Linked DNA regions of Mus musculus: all the other regions are linked to region 2. The links are chromatin contacts, called in public HiChIP or PLAC-seq and promoter capture Hi-C maps. All regions are on one chromosome and are shown on one strand. Each heading gives the region's core, a stretch centred on a gene start, on an enhancer-like site or on the middle of the called end of the contact. The rest is flanking DNA. Distances are from core to core; before and after follow the strand shown.

Evidence for each region. Promoter capture Hi-C pulls out the DNA fragments that hold promoters and counts their contacts. HiChIP or PLAC-seq counts read pairs in DNA pulled down with a chosen protein or histone mark.
Region 1: a contact with region 2 is called in an H3K4me3 HiChIP or PLAC-seq map of bone marrow-derived macrophages, with 5 times the contacts expected there. The contact joins the promoter of Ppp3cc here to the promoter of Tnfrsf10b in region 2. A contact is called at or near these places in 3 of 39 promoter capture datasets (the HPC-7 cell line, cranial neural crest and frontonasal cranial neural crest), 2 of 484 Hi-C or Micro-C datasets (CD4 T cells and CD8 T cells) and 1 of 115 datasets of contacts at active chromatin or transcription factors (bone marrow-derived macrophages).
Region 3: a contact with region 2 is called in a promoter capture Hi-C map of frontonasal cranial neural crest. The contact joins the promoter of Slc39a14 here to the promoter of Tnfrsf10b in region 2. A contact is called at or near these places in 3 of 39 promoter capture datasets (cranial neural crest, frontonasal cranial neural crest and pre-B cells), 1 of 484 Hi-C or Micro-C datasets (CD8 T cells), 1 of 115 datasets of contacts at active chromatin or transcription factors (pancreatic cancer cells) and 1 of 9 other capture datasets (liver).

The regions. Positions count from the first base shown.
Region 1 is chr14:70,287,840-70,290,892 of GRCm38.p6, forward strand. Ppp3cc (protein phosphatase 3, catalytic subunit, gamma isoform) reads right to left here and starts at 1,658. Exons shown (of 14, transcript NM_008915.3): 1 at 1,342-1,658. The coding sequence starts at 1,390.
Region 2 is chr14:69,766,170-69,769,100 of GRCm38.p6, forward strand. Tnfrsf10b (tumor necrosis factor receptor superfamily, member 10b) reads left to right here and starts at 1,303. Exons shown (of 8, transcript NM_020275.4): 1 at 1,303-1,622. The coding sequence starts at 1,491. 4930480K23Rik (RIKEN cDNA 4930480K23 gene) reads left to right here. Exons shown (of 3, transcript NR_130157.1): 3 at 896-944.
Region 3 is chr14:70,350,021-70,353,109 of GRCm38.p6, forward strand. It overlaps Slc39a14 (solute carrier family 39 (zinc transporter), member 14), which reads right to left and starts at 1,404. Exons shown (of 10, transcript NM_144808.4): 1 at 1,260-1,404.

The sequences.
Region 1 (3,053 bases), core at 408-2,907, 520 kb after region 2:
CTGTCTACTTCAGCTGAGAAATAGGCATATTTTGATAAGAGAAAAATATGGGAAGAAAAAGAAGGACGAAACACTACAATGGTAGAGTGGCGAGAAATCATTTTAACGTGGGAGGAACCCGCCAACACCCTTGCCCTTGCGCAGTTGGTTTGCATGGGCCCGTGCTACCCGGGACAGTTCAGAAGTTAATGTCCACCATGACCTTGCTTCACCAGGGAAGGTTGTAGAAGTGATTCCTGTGTATTAAGAGGCTCAGATCTTCCTCATGGCTTAAATGCTATAAAGCCTTCCACGAAGACCGTCATGGCACTCTAGCTGTTAAAGGACTAAGTCCATTCTATGAACAATTGACTTCAATCCCTAATGATTCCAAATTCTGAGGAAATAAGTCTCAAAAGTACTGTCTGCCAAGGCAGATAACTAACATTTATGACACCAATACTATCCTTCTCTCTCTGAGCACTCAATAGGCTCCCCCTTATTTAAAAAAAAAATTATCATTACTAATCTTAGTTTCCTGTCTCCTAATATCAAAATGAAACGGGGAAATAATTTTTAGTTTTTTCCCACTATGGTGAAAACCACCTCACTCAGAAATAACTGGTCTAAGCATAGCACCTTCTTAGAAAACAGTGCTTTCAAACCAACTATTATTATGGAGGGGTCTTAGAAGTCGGACAATAGAAGCATGTGAATCAGTGGTTATGTTAGACAGGTCCTTTTGGGTAAAGGGCAGAAACTATATCATAAACTCAGAAGATTTAGAAACACTTTCGTGTTTCCTTAGAATAACTGAATATCAGATATAATGAGAGACATCTGGGAGATTATTATTCACCAAGTCCTTATAGCCAAAACTTGTAAGCCCTTTTAAGAAGACTGTGTCACTATCATCTTGTTTCTTTTAATAAAAGCAATGACTTGGGATATGTAGAGAAAGTGAGCCAAACGTGCACAGTATACCCACCACACCCCTCAAAAATAATTTTTTAAAGGGTTTGGTAAGGAGCTGTCAAAAAAGAGCTGAGCCTAAGGAAAGGCATGACTTGGGTGAGTCAAGAGAACTCCCTGCTCACACAACCCAGACGGTGTCCCCAGATGAAAGACCAAAAAGTGGGGAATCAGGAGAAACCGCCTGGATGCTTCGGGAGTGGATGGCGGGCGCGGTCGCTCTATCCACCTCCCGCTAGGTACCCGTCCAGCAGTCACCGGGGACGCCGGCGGACAGCAGCCCGGTCCTCCCCGCGCCCTGCAGCGCCTCCCGCCGCTGCCTCCATCCCCGCTCCTCGAGTCCCCGAGCCGTCGCCCGGCGAGGGCCGTTCCCCGCGGCGCGCTCGGCACCTTTGATGACGCGCTCGGTCGTGGAGAACTGAGGGCGCCTCACGGACATGGTCTCCTCCCGGCTCCGGCGGCCCGCTGGACGCAAGCCGCCGCCTTCCTCCTAGGCGGGCTGCGCTCGGCGAGCGGGCAGCCACCGTGCCGGGCCCCGGAATACGGGGCGTCCTCGGACGGCGGCGGCCGCAGCGCCGCTCCCTCCCTGCGGCGGCGCCCGCGGCTCGGCGGGGACGACCGCGTCGAGAGCTACGGCGACCGCGGCTGAGGGACACAACTAGGGAGACCGCGGCTGCGCGCGGCTGGGGCCCCGCGTGCGCGCCTCCGCGCTCACAACTTCCCGGCGGCCTCGAGGGCCGCAGCCGCGCTCTGCGCACGCGCGGATCTCGGGTCTCAGCTCCGGATTCACTGCTGACCGCCGTCCGCCTCGCGTGGGGCAGATGCTCTGGACGCCCAACCCTGACCTGTAGCTTCTCAAACCAGCCGCTGGGACCTCGGAAGCAGCTGCGACCTTGGGACCAGGCAGGTGTCCTGATTCTTGGTGGCTGCCACTGAGTCTGTGTCCCTCTCATCAGAGAGAGCCCCTATCTCATGAACGCTCTCTCCGTTATCACTGGGGTCCTCCACCCACTTTGTCTCCATAAGAAATTAACCATTCTACCCTGTTTCTCAGGTTACCCTCTCCCATTCACCAACCCCCAAACTTTGAAACCCCTGTCAACTTCATGTTTGTTGCATACAGCTTGTATCTAGCAGCCTAAGTACCTCCGTGGCCATCCTACTCCAGTTCAGCTCCTGGGAGAACCCCGTTTCTGAGAAGCGGTGTCTCCCTTTCTATATACATGAGACAGCAGTCACTCACTGTCTTCTGGGACGCTAGCCCAGGCTTCCTTGAGAAAGGGAATTGACTTCTAACCGATTTCCCCTTATATTGTCACCTGCCTACTTGGACGCATCTATTCCACTGTGGAATAGTGACACACAGTGACACCGCACCTGCCTCCCTACCGTGTGTGAGTGTGTGTGCGCGTGTCATGTATGTGTGGTGTGGAGTAGGTGTGTGTGCATGCATGAAGTGTTTGTATTTGTGTGTGCTGGTGAGCTGGCCCATACGAGCACATATGGAGGCCAGAGGTCGAGGCCATCCTCTAGTGCTCCTACCTTAAATTTAATAGACAGGGTCCCATTAAACTTGAAGCTGACATGCCTGCTAGACTGGAAGGCCAGCAAATTCTCTCACCTGTCCCTCTGCCTGTCCCCTTTCCCCCATAGCACTGAAGTTACAAACGCTGAGGTTGTACCCAGGTTCTATTTGAATGCAGGGACTCAAACAGAACCCCATGCTTGTGTTTCACTGAGCCATTTTCCTCATCCCCTCCTCATATGTTTTTTATTTTGTTTTATTTTTGCAGTGATGGGGACTTGCAATCCCATAGTCAAGTTTCACAATCTGGCTTATTTTTAGGTTAAAAATTGGTCATTATTGCTCCTTAATTAGAAGCCTCTTTCTCACTGAGGACAGGACTTGGCCAGGCAAAAAGTACTTTGCTTTTTTTTTTTATTTTAGCAATGATAATGAAATATTGAAACTTAAATCCAAGGAAACGTACAATTTATAGGCCAACCAGTCTTCATAGTTACTACAATGGCCAATAAGTAACCATATGTGGCATTGTAAATTAAATTTTAGTAGTTCAGTTTCCTCTTGTGTCTTAGCCAAA
Region 2 (2,931 bases), core at 53-2,552:
GGCAGGCCTTGAACTCACAGAGGTCCACCAATCAGAAGATACAGGTTCTTAACAAACCGAATACTTTATTTTGGTACTAGAAAGCTTACAGAATTATGTCAGGTTTTAAGCAACTTACTTCTTTGAAAATATGCATTTCCCCCCTACAAAATTTTGTTTGGGGTTGTGGATTAAGAAGTAAACTGAGGCAAATGTGATGATGTTTGTTCAATGATATTCTATACTGGAAATCTGGAGGCCTGAAGCATATGGAAATTCAAACTCTTGTTATAATTGGTTTGCTTTTTCAAGACAGGGTTTCACAACATAGTTCTGGCTGTCCTGGAACTCAGTATGTAGACCAGGATGGCCTTGAACTCACAGAGATCCACTTGCCTCTACCTCCTGAGTGCAGAGATTAGAGGCACCAGTACACCTGCATGTATATGTACGTGTATATATGTGTGTATATATTATATAATGTGTATATGTGAGATATATATGTATATACATATATATATGTGTGTGTATAAATGTGGAGAGAGAGATTGATTGATTGAGATTGTGAAATTACCAAAATGCACTGATGTGGGTAGATGAGGTCATCTATTCTTTTTGTTTGTTTGTGTTTTGTTGGTTTAGGTGTGTGTGTGTGTGTGTGTGTGTGTGTGTGTGTGTGTGTGTTTAAAGACATGGTTTCTCTGTGTAGCCCTGGCTGTCCTGAAATTCACTCTGTAGACCAGGCTGGACTCTAACTCAGAGACCAGCCTGCCTCTGCTCGTGCTAGGATTGAAGTGCTTTACCACCACGGCTAAGTGTGTTCAGTGTTCCAAACGTTACAGAGACACGGATTGATTTCGCTTCTGTTACTGGGGTGAGACCATCCATTCTATCATTTCCTTTTCTGTGTTCTCAGATACTGCCTGGTAGCATACAACTGTAACAAAAACAAATTCAAGAAGAGGAAGAGAAGAAGAGAAGGAGAGATGAAGGAGACAGAAGATGAGGAAGGAGGAGTACTCACTACTACAGACATCTTCAAGTCGGCTCCTCCAGGGACACAAGCTGAAACTCAAAGGTGAATATCATATTAGTCAAAATATGAAGGGACAGGCAGACCTTTGAGTATTACGAGTTGGTTTTTTTTTTTTTAATAAGCATGGGCGTCTCCAACCACGACCTGACAAATATAATAAAAGTGGTGTGATTCTTTAAAAAAATAAAAGTTGTTCAGATTCTGTCCGGCGACTGCTCCCAAGTTTTCATATTAGGTAGGATCGGGGTTGGACGCGTAATCAAGCTCCTCCCAAGGTGGATTTCCCCACCCCTGCCCGGTGCGCGCGCAAGCCCGCGGAGGTTGGAGGTACCACTAAGCGTCAAGTCGCCGCGACAAGAATCCAGAACTTTTCTGGGAGTGAGGAAATCCAGAGAACTTTTTTAGGAGTGAGGGGACAGCCATCCTTCGTGGCTTTTGGGAGCTGAAGCCGCAGGGTTTCGGATGAGCTGACACCATGGAGCCTCCAGGACCCAGCACGCCCACAGCCTCTGCCGCTGCCCGGGCAGATCACTACACCCCAGGCCTCCGGCCACTCCCGAAGCGCAGACTTCTATATAGCTTTGCGTTGCTGCTTGCTGTGCTACAGGTGAGTGTGGCGCGACTGCGGTGCCCGAAGTGGGAAGCCGGCCAGGAAAGGAAATGGCAAGGAAATGTCCTGAGAGCCGGGCGCGCACGTGCGTGTGGTGGGAGAGGTCTGACACTGCGGGGGGTGGGGGGGACACGACTCCGCGGGGGTCCAGGTAGGCCTCAACAGGGAAGCCTAGAAGGTTCGATGGTGGGGTGAGAGGGTTGGGGGGGTGGAGTGAGAGGGGGGGTGGAGTGAGGGGGGGTGGGGGACCCGAAGGTGAGGTGGGTCAGGACTGGATGGGGAGGTGGGCGGAACACTCTAGACTGGGAGGATGTGAGGCGCCGCTCTGGTAGAAAAAGGTCCTGACGGTAGATGAGAGGTCCTCAAAGATGGTGGGAAGAAAGTTCTGGCGTTGGGTTGGGGCTTGTGGAGATGGCACGCGAGGGGCGTGGCGAGCAGCTGACCCAGCAAAAACGCACCAGGGCACCCAAGGTGGAGCAGGGAAAGGGAGAGGGGACAGTGGGCGGAGGAAGGATCCAGTTACCCTGTAGGATCCTAAGGACAGAGAAGGCCATGGTGGGGGAGCCAGGTGGAGGGGGCTGTTGGGGGGAGGGGGTGGAGACCCTCCCTAGCTGCTGGACATCCCTTTCCAGGCAGGAAAGGAAGCCTTGCCTGGTGTTAGCTTTAGCTGCCAGAAAGTTCTGTTCAATTTCCGCGTCACATCACTGACTGTACTTTTTCCAGTTTCTTGGACTCTGCAACTTACTGGGCTTAAAAAGAGTAAAGGGGCCCTGAAGAGCCTAGAATCGGGCCTTTCCCCTTCTGCCAGATGAGATTGTTGAGGGGAATTCCAGTGTCTTGGAGTCCATTGTTTCTAACTTCAAATAGAAAGGCACACAAGTGTCTTTTTAGAGACACTTATTGTATATATTCTTATATTATATTCTAGACTCATTTCCACCAGGCTGGACACAGTTCTCCACCTTCTGTTTTAATACTTCACTGTTGGGCTGGAGAGATGGCTCAGCGGTTAAGAGCCCTGACTGCTCTTCCTGAGTTCAAATCTCAGCAACCACATGGTGGCTCCCAACCATCTGTCATGAGATCTGATGCCCTCCCTCTTCTGGAGTGTCTGAAGACAGCTACAGTGAACTTACATATAATAAATAAATAAAATCTTTAATCTTCTTTAATCTTCTTCCTCCTCACTGTTGAGGAGGAACATGCATATGTCTGAAAAATAAGTAAGTAGAACGAAGGAAGGAAGCAGAGTTAAGATGTGTTCAGGTAGTACCAGGCAGCCCTGCCTATGGACCAGCGTGTTCAT
Region 3 (3,089 bases), core at 154-2,653, 580 kb after region 2:
ATACACGGCCTCCTGACTTTGAACCACTAGCAAAGAGCTCAACTAAGTCACCAATAGAAAGGGGACTAGATGGCTTTTAATTCTAGTTGTCAGAAGTTGTGATTCTGGACATGTTTCTGGCTGTTTGGCCAAGGAGGCACGTTGGAACCCCTCAGTGTTGAAGATTTGTTTTAATAGGTAAGGAGTACGGAATTGTACATCTTTTGGATAGACAATTCAGGCTGGTCTCAGTACTAACCTGAACCAGAATAGTGACCAGATAGTCACTCCGGAGCCAGTTTCTATCGTCCCCTAAAATCAGCACCTCCAGCAAATATATCTATCCCAATGACCAGGGGCTAAAAAGAGCTAATGCTACAATTCCAAAGCCAGGTTACTTCACGAAGAGGGGCCTGCCAAAGTGCTCCTGCCTCTATCCTTCCATTTAGGCCACAGGAAAGCACTCCACCCCTCACCAAACCAAACTGAGAGTTCTCTTGAACGCACAAGCCATGTAACTATTTAGACTACAGATCAGCTTAGAATCTAGGCCCCGGGGTGACAGAAGATTCTTAAAGCTGAACCCACAACCCAGAGAGGCAATTTTCCGGCTTAGAATCTACCTCAGGATCACAAGGTGAGTCTGATGGCTACTTTAGCTATAGCTTTAAAACTCTAAGAGGGAGCAGCCGGTAACCAGACCACCTAATTTGGTCAGTCCCAACCTAAGTGAGCCCAAGAGGCATCGCTGCCGTTAGTCAGGGGAGAATTCAGCGCGGTGCCACCCTTGCGGTTATCCACTCCTGCCCAAGCCAACCAGAAGAATCGGGCATCACTCTCCAGCCGGAGGGTGGTCTGGCGTGGGGCAGGGAGAAGGACACATAGGTTCCTGGGATGCAAGATCCAGACACCAGAGCCCCCGAGCAGCCGCCACCGCAGAGCATCTGATCTACCCATCTACTCCGCTTCCTCTGCGCTCTGTGTCCTGGGGCTCTAGAAAGCTCATCTCAGCCTTTCTGAGCAGCTATCGACCTCCCCGGCGTCCTTCTCTGGTTCACACATCCCGGGCCCTGCAGCTGAAGGGACAGCGCAGTGACCTCCTTCTCCTCGCCACCGTGGCACGGCAATCAGGTGCTACCAGGACTGGGCTCAGGGAGTGCGCGGCCTCCCGAAAAGACTCTGGGTCCTCGGCGTGCCGGTGTCTCCAACCCCCACCCGGTGTCCCCCCTAACCCGGAGGCGCCCGACTTCCCATCCTGCCTGCGCCCGGTCCGTCCTCACCTGAAGTCCTCCAGCCGGCAGTCGGGCCCACGCAGCCTCACTATCCAGGGCCCCCCCCCCAAGGCAGCGGGCGACACAGCTACTGAGTGGGTGCGTCCCCGCCAACAGCCACGCGCCCCCTCTCTACGTCCGGCCCCCGCCGCATGCGCATGCCCGGCCATATACCCTGCGCGTCACCGCTGGGCCCGCCCCCGCCTGCTGCCCCGCCCCGCTCCCCCGGGCCTGCCACGTGGGACCGCCAGCTAACAGCGTCGTTACCCTGGCCAACCTGGTCCTCCAGCGTTGTGCATCCCCGGCTCGCATCCTAGCTCTCTCTAGCTTCATCCACCCTTCCTTGATGAATTCCATCCTTGACTCACGGAGGCCCTGCAGGCTCCGCTATTCTCTGGAAACCTCCCATCTGTCCTTCCTAGCCCCTTTTGTGGGAAACTCACAGCGTGACCTTCCATCCTGTCGCTCCTGAGGGAGAGTGCCCCTCTCTTGGTAGACATTTGTGGTTTTAACACTGTTGATGAATCTAAGAGACTTTTCTGTTTTCTCCAATTCTAAAATATTCTGTAAGCAGGATGGAGCGCTTCATAAACTGCTTTTTTTTTTTTTTTTTTTGCCTACCCCAGCCAACCAAAAGAATTAAAATAACTTGTAACGATCCAAATAAAAGATCATATTCATTTTTTTTCAGAGTTTCGCACCTCTTTCTCACAGTTAATCAGATTCCTAAGGAGCGAGGTCAAGCCTTAGGTTTTGTTTGTCCTGGGAGGGAGTCTCTTCCGCTGTAGGAAGGGCCTATTGTGTTGGATACTGAGCCTTGTATATGCAAATTTCTTGAGAAAAATAAACCACCCACTAAACTCTTATTGTTCTATTCAGCTGGATATTAGGATTATTTCCTCTATCGCTTAACCAACTGTCACCTGGGGCAGGGAGGGCCCCATGGAAGAACCTCAAGTGGCACTGGAACCAGTGAATGGCGGGGGTTTCTGTTCTAGCACAGGGAGTGTGTCCAGCTGGCTGTGGTATCTCTAGATTTGTTCAATAGAGAGATGGCATCTAAGTGCTGGGGAAAGTTCCCTCAAAAAGGAAGTGATAGGAGTAGAACTCCATGTCCCTAGAACAGGTGGCAGGAAGAACTCAGCTCAATGGCAGCTTGCTCTTGCGGGCTGGCTAGAGCACCAGAGTGTGGGGCTGGGGGTTGGTGAGGTAATAGCCAATCCTGGTGGTGCACACCTATAATCTCAGCTACTCTAGAGCCAGAAGGATCTCAAGTTCAAGGCCAGCTGGGGCAATTTAGTGAGCTCCTTTCTCAAAAGGTAAAAGGGGGATTTTTGGTTCAGTGTATGCTTAGACCGCACCAAAGCCATGAGTTCGAGGCCAGCAACCGGTTCTGGTAATGCTCACCTGTAATTCAGCACTGGAGAAGTGGGGACAAGTATCACAAGTTCAAAGTCAGCCTTGGGCCCCTTAATGAATTTGAGACCATGCCTGAACTACCTGAGACCCTTTCTGTAAATTAATAGTGAATGCTTTGCCTAGTGTATGCAAGGTCTTAAGTTTAAAAGATATAAAACTACTGAGGCCACTCAGACTCTTCTGGCCACTCTGTTTTTCTGAAATTCAATTATCTTTACTCTGTAATTACAGTACTCCAATGAGTAAGAGGGAGACCCTGTGATGGTCCTCTCATTTACTTTCTGAGTAATTTTGAGGTAATGATAGCTCTTGCAGAATTGCCTCCCGGGCCCCTGCAACTCTATAATAATGCTGAATATTTGCCTTGGTTAAAGTTACAGTGTTTTTCAGACATTATGTCACCCACTTAAGACTCCAAAG